Linked DNA regions of Mus musculus: region 1 is linked to region 2. A link is a contact called in public Hi-C data. All regions are on one chromosome and are shown on one strand. The core of a region is the stretch at or near the end of the contact, and the rest is flanking DNA. Distances in the headings are between cores, read along the strand shown.

Region 1 (2,961 bases), core at 125-2,624, 120 kb before region 2:
TGTGTGTGTACAAGAGTGTGTGTATTTCAAACTTCTCAATGAGCTTCCTTGTGACTTTAGCTTCCATGAAGTGCTAAGTTCATCAGTACATCATATGTTCCTGGCAGGACAACCAAGTTTCCTTGAGATCATTTCCATGCCTTGGAAAACATGTTAGAAACTCCAAAAGACATAGGATCCAGTACTAGATCCTAGGTTTTCTGGATCTACACTAGGGTGTATATGTCTTATGCCATCTTGAATGAACTCAGTAATGAAGGTGCATAAGATGATCAGAATGATGGGACAGGACAAAAGGTAGAGACACAAAGAGTACTTTGGAGAAATCTTCCTCTCTTTCTGTCTGTCTGTCTGTCTGTCTGTCTCTCTCTCTCTCTCTCTCTCTCACACACACACACACACACACACACACACACACATTAGGAAAGATCTCTCAACTCACATGATAGGTATGTGTCTTAGTCAGGGTTTCTATACCTGCACAAACATCATGACCAAGAAGCAAGTTGGGGAGAAAAGGGTTTATTCAGCTTACACTTTCCACATTGCTGTTCATCACCAAAGGATGTCAGGACTGGACTCAAGTAGGTCAGGAAGCAGGAGCTGATGCAGAGGCCATGGAGGGATGTTACTGGCTTGCTTCTCCTGCCTTGATCAGCTTGCTTTCTTATAGAACGCAAGACTACCAGCCCAGGGATGGCACCAACCACAATGGGCCCTCCCACCCTTAATCACTAATAGAAAAAAATGCCTTATAGCTGGTTCTCATGGAGGCATTTCCTCAAGGGAGGCTCCTTTCTCTGTGATAACTCCAGCTTGTGTCAAGTTGACACACAAAACCATCCAGTACAGTATGGGTCTATAGTAACTTAAAACGCTACTGGTCTGACCCACTCCTTTTATCCCTTTGTGATTTCTTTATTGTTTCTACTTCCATTTTTAGATCCTGCATGGTTCTGTTCAATTTCTTCACCTGTTTACCTGTGTTCTCCTGTAACTCTTTAAGGGATTTTTGTGTTTCCTCTTTAAGGGCTTCTTCCTGTTTAACTGTGTTCTCCTGTATTTCTTTAAGCGAGTTATTTATGTCCTTCTTAAAATCCTCTATCAGCATCATGAGATATGATTTTAAATATGAATCTTGATTTTCTGGTGTGTTGGGGTATCCAGGACTTGCTGTCGTGGGAATACTGGGTTCTGATAATGCCAAGTAGTTTTGGTTTCTGTTGGCAAGATTCTTGTGTTTGCCTGGTTCGCCATCTGGTAATCTCTGTTAGATGTTCTTGCTGTCTCTGGCTGGAGCTTGTTCCTCCAGTGAGTCTGTAAGTCTGTGTCAGCACTCCTGGGAGATCAGCTTTCTCCTAGCAAGACCAGTGCACAGAGGCTGCAGAACAGCTCCACCTCCTGGGTACAGATGGAGGCAAGAAGGACCCTGACCCAGCTGTTCTGCTTCTGGCCTGCGAGCTCCTGGCAGGTCCCACCTTAGCCAGTCACTGGAGAGAAAATGGCAATCTCCCCTGAGTCTTGGGGGGTGGGGGTGAGAGCACTCCCTGGAGACAAGCTTGCCCCTGGCAGGAACGGTATACCTACTCCTTTTATCCTACAAAGCTTTTTCACTCTTTCTTCTTCCTTGGTTTTACCTCTAATTCCTGAATTCATTATACTGTGTTGCTGATTCTGCTAAATCTTTCACTCATCAACTCAGCACTCCGTCTTCCTGTTTACAGCTTGGACTGAAGATCAGCAGTTCTCCAGAAATCCTCCAGGCCTTCAGTAAATAATTAGCACTGTTTCGGCACCTACTCTGTAGACTGAACCAACTACAGAGTTCTGTCTCTGCTATAAGACAGCAAGGGTTGAAGGACCCTAACAATATTGGGTGAGCCAACTTAAAAACTCCCTTAACACACACATAGACAGACAAACAGATACACGCACACATACACACACCCCACATGTACATTAGTATATATTCATATACAGAGATTTATTCTATTGGGTTTGAAGCTCTCAAGAGCCCTGACTAATACAGTGTAAACCATATAGAATGTTCTGTAATACAACTGGCAGCATTAATTATCCCATATAGTAATAAGGCTTAGTATATTTGATTAGTGGTAATAAAAATGGTTATGAAATTTTTCCATAATGTATTTGTTTAGTGGCAACGAAGATGATTATCATTTTCCATAATTTTTATTGATTCCTTGTGAATTTCACATCATGCTCAATCCCACTCATTCTCCCATATCCACCCTCTGCCCTTGCAAACTCCCTCTGAAAAAAAACTAAAAACAAGATATAACAAATTAAAAAGAAACTTGCTGTGGAAAGTTCAGTATGTCATGATGTGTCACACAGTATACCCTTTTGTCCAAACAGCTTTATTTGAAAATGTCCAGTGGAATGGTCTGATTCCAGACCTCTGGCTTTTTCTACACCAACACTAATTGGCATTCAGCAAGACTCCTCTCTGATACCTTACTATTGCCCTGAGTTATGGAGATTCCAGAGCTTTGGTTCAACAGGACTAGCCATTTCACATGCTCCAGCAGCTCATAAGTAGGGTAGATGTCGTGGTGTGTCAGCTCAAAGCCCTAGATCTGGTCCTAGGTGGTAGCTGAGCTGGTCAAACTATCAGCTCTCTTGCACCCACACCACTAGGGCCAGTTCTCCTGGGGTAAGCAGGTAATGGTAAGGGCCAGCTCTCCTGAGTGCCAGATCTGGCACATGGTGAGGCCAGCTCTCCAATGCTCATGCCACCAGGGCCAGCTTTCCTGAATTGCCCAAGTGACAGATGGAGCCAGCTCTCCTGCACCCATGCCACAATGGGCACCACTGTGTGGTGGCCAGTGGAGGGCAAGGCCAGCTCAACAGGGCTCTCAAACATTGACATGGCTTCAGGTGGCAGCCCAGACCAAGAATGTCCACATGGCCATTGGTGGTAACACAGGCCATGGACAT
Region 2 (2,902 bases), core at 105-2,604:
GACCATTGACTCAAACTGTCACATTCTAAGGTCCATAACATCACAAATGCTCCAGCATCATGTTGTCTACTTTAGAAAAAATACATACAAATACAAATCCAAAAGAGAAAGGAAACCACCATTAATACACAAAGATAATTTAAAAGCAAACTCTTTTAAAAAGTCCTACTCCTAGCCAGGAAGCTAGTCACGATTGATGCTGCTAGGAGAAGGGAAATATGTTTTCCTCAACCGAATGGCCCTTGGTATCTACCATACTCCAGGACAGGCCACATGTTCAGGAGTAGTTGACCTACTTGGACTCCACAGTTGGTTGGTTGGCTATCCATTTTTAGAGAGAGAAAGAACATGAAGTCGGGTGGTTGGGGAGGTGATGGGGACCTGAGAGGATTTGGGAAAGGAAAAAAAGAATAAAATATTCTTTTCCATATATATTATATGAGCATATATTGTATGAAATTCTCAAAGAATAAATAAAAACAATATTTTCAAAAACCATTCTTTCCTAACCATTCATGTGGTGGTGGTGGTGGTGGTGGTGGTGGTGGTAGTGGTGGTGGTGGTGGTAGTGGTGGTGGTAGTGGTGTGTGTGTGTGTGTGTGTGTGTGTGTGTGTGAAAAGAATTGACACTGATCCCACTTGCTCAATGGATCTCACCACATGTGAAACTTGACAGCCATGGGGCTTTTGAAGGCAAGAATATACATTGGATCTCTGTTCTTAGGACACTTGTTTGCACCTCTAAGACACAAATGAACATGAATAGTTAGACTGCCTCCAAAATTATAACATAACAGTATTGAGAATTATAAGGGTTGATTGACCTGTAAAGGTATTAATAAAATGGTAAGTTAAAAGGGTGTAGTATAGAAAACCTACACAATCTACCTTAATTTGGTGAGTCTTTACAACACCATGTACATCTGTATGTAACACGAATCCTGGCACACGAAAGTTTGCGAATCCTGATGAATTATCCTCAGTAGCAGTGTCCAGGTGTCCAGAGTGCAGGCACTTTTACTCCTCCTCTTTCTGTTCTTCATTGTCTGTGTTTTACAGTTGTACTTGTCTGGTTTAAAAGGCACTAGAACGTGGTGTGGCACTGCTTTAGTGAGGGTCAGAAAGCTAAGGGGCTGGAGAAAGGAACAAGAAGTGTCTGGAAGTGTCACTTCCCAGCATAAGTGAGTCAGAACACACTTCCCTGCATAAATACAAACTACAACGCATTCTCAAATTTACAAATGGGGTGAAAGTGCTTAATGAAAGGACTTTGGAACTATATAAAGATAGGATAGGCTCGCTTGAAGCAAGGAAGTAAAGGCACTTATAAATCCCAGATAAATATCCAAGATCAGAGCAGAACATATAGCTGAGAAAGAGAGAGCCCAGAGGTTCTGGGAAGCTGCATAGGTCCACTGAAACCACCCTGCCTTTCTCGGTGGGTATGGAACGGGGCTGATCTGTTTGGGTGGGTTTGCTGCCACATTCTACTCTCTGGGTGGGAGAGGTGAAGCCAATTCTTAAATCTGTATTGAGACAGTTGACGAATGAAAGAGAAACCCGGAGAGAAACAAGACAATTACTACTAAAGGCACTTCAAGCGAATCTATAGACACATACCCATGTGTGTAAATCTAATGCTAAGGATAGTGGATACACATGTATGAAATTCCATGAATAGTAACCGGCAAGCAGGAACCCTTGGTGACAGTGTCGTGATCGAGGGTCCACGCATAACAGAGACACTGAAACACACAGTTTCTGAATATGATTCACTAAAGAGGCTTCTTTATGGAAAATGAAGACTGGGAAATCACCCTTCACTGGGTCAGCATTTTTTAATATTTGCTGAAAGATGATATTTTCAGACATATGTCCTGCATGATTCGGTTGGAAGTGTCTATGAGTCACTGTGATGTTTCATTATATGCTATATAATACATTCTAAACAATAGTATCATTTTCCTTCTTTTCAAACAAAGGTGGAAAGGAGGTGGTAAGAAATTACAGTCATATTTTCCCATCTTTACTTGGATTAGTTCACCAGCTGGTTTTTCTCCTATTGCTATAGTCCTTATGCTTTATAATTCACCAGAACTTTGGTGTTTTTATTTATGTGTTTGTGTGCTTGAAAATGGTTGTTAGTTCTCATTTTTCAGAAAAAAGCTGGTTGTAAATAGCTTATCATTTGCTAAGAGAAAAAAATGTGCTAACTCCTTTAAAAAAAAAAAAGAAGAAGAAAAGAAAAGAAACAAAACTATGACAATAGACTCAGCACTGAGCTGACTGTCTTCCCTTTATGTGGATCCTCATTTTGACTGGAGGATCTGTTTGGGTCCTCATTTTGATTGAAGGATCAGTTTGGATCTTCATTTTGATTGGAGGATCACTTAATCCTGTTTCCCTGGCATCACTTCCACATCTACATACTAGGTCATTTTCATATGAACCAAAAAATGTAGAACTGGGTCATTTTCTAATCATTTTCTAAAACTTCAGCAGTTTGGGCACAAATCCATCCTGAGATGTGTTTTACAGAGTTAGGTATTAATAGTCTGTGTTCCATGTGAAACTTCCATGTTCAAAAACTAGATCACAGATAAGAAGTCTTAAAATTTCCCTAGCAAAGTTATCAGAGACAAAAAATACACACTGTGTGTGTGTGTGTGTGTGTGTGTGTGTGTGTGTGTGTCCCTCCCTCTCCTTCCCCTCTCATAGAACAATCATTTAATTCTATACTTTTTAAAGCCCAGGAAAATTCTTGTTCTGACTTTATACACCCATCTCCTGTCTCCTTGCTCTTGGCATTGACCTTTTGAAGTTCAACCCATTTCACCAAATGGACACGCATCCTCTATTTGAAATAAGATAATAAGAAATAAGATGGGTTCTAATAACACAA

What was found. Hi-C and Micro-C count contacts between places; a contact is called where the count stands out from the background.
Region 1: a contact with region 2 is called in a Hi-C map of bone marrow-derived macrophages, with 2.6 times the contacts expected there. A contact is called at or near these places in 3 of 39 promoter capture datasets (embryonic stem cells, pre-B cells and stem cell-derived epiblast-like cells), 1 of 484 Hi-C or Micro-C datasets (bone marrow-derived macrophages) and 1 of 9 other capture datasets (adipose tissue).

The regions. Positions count from the first base shown.
Region 1 is chr19:11,348,669-11,351,629 of GRCm38.p6, reverse strand. No RefSeq gene overlaps it. Among named protein-coding and RNA genes, the nearest start is that of Ms4a7, 14 kb to the right of the region's middle.
Region 2 is chr19:11,230,905-11,233,806 of GRCm38.p6, reverse strand. Ms4a12 (membrane-spanning 4-domains, subfamily A, member 12) reads left to right here and starts at 1,354. Exons shown (of 7, transcript NM_001374133.1): 1 at 1,354-1,438. The region is part of intron 1 of 4930526L06Rik (RIKEN cDNA 4930526L06 gene); the gene reads right to left.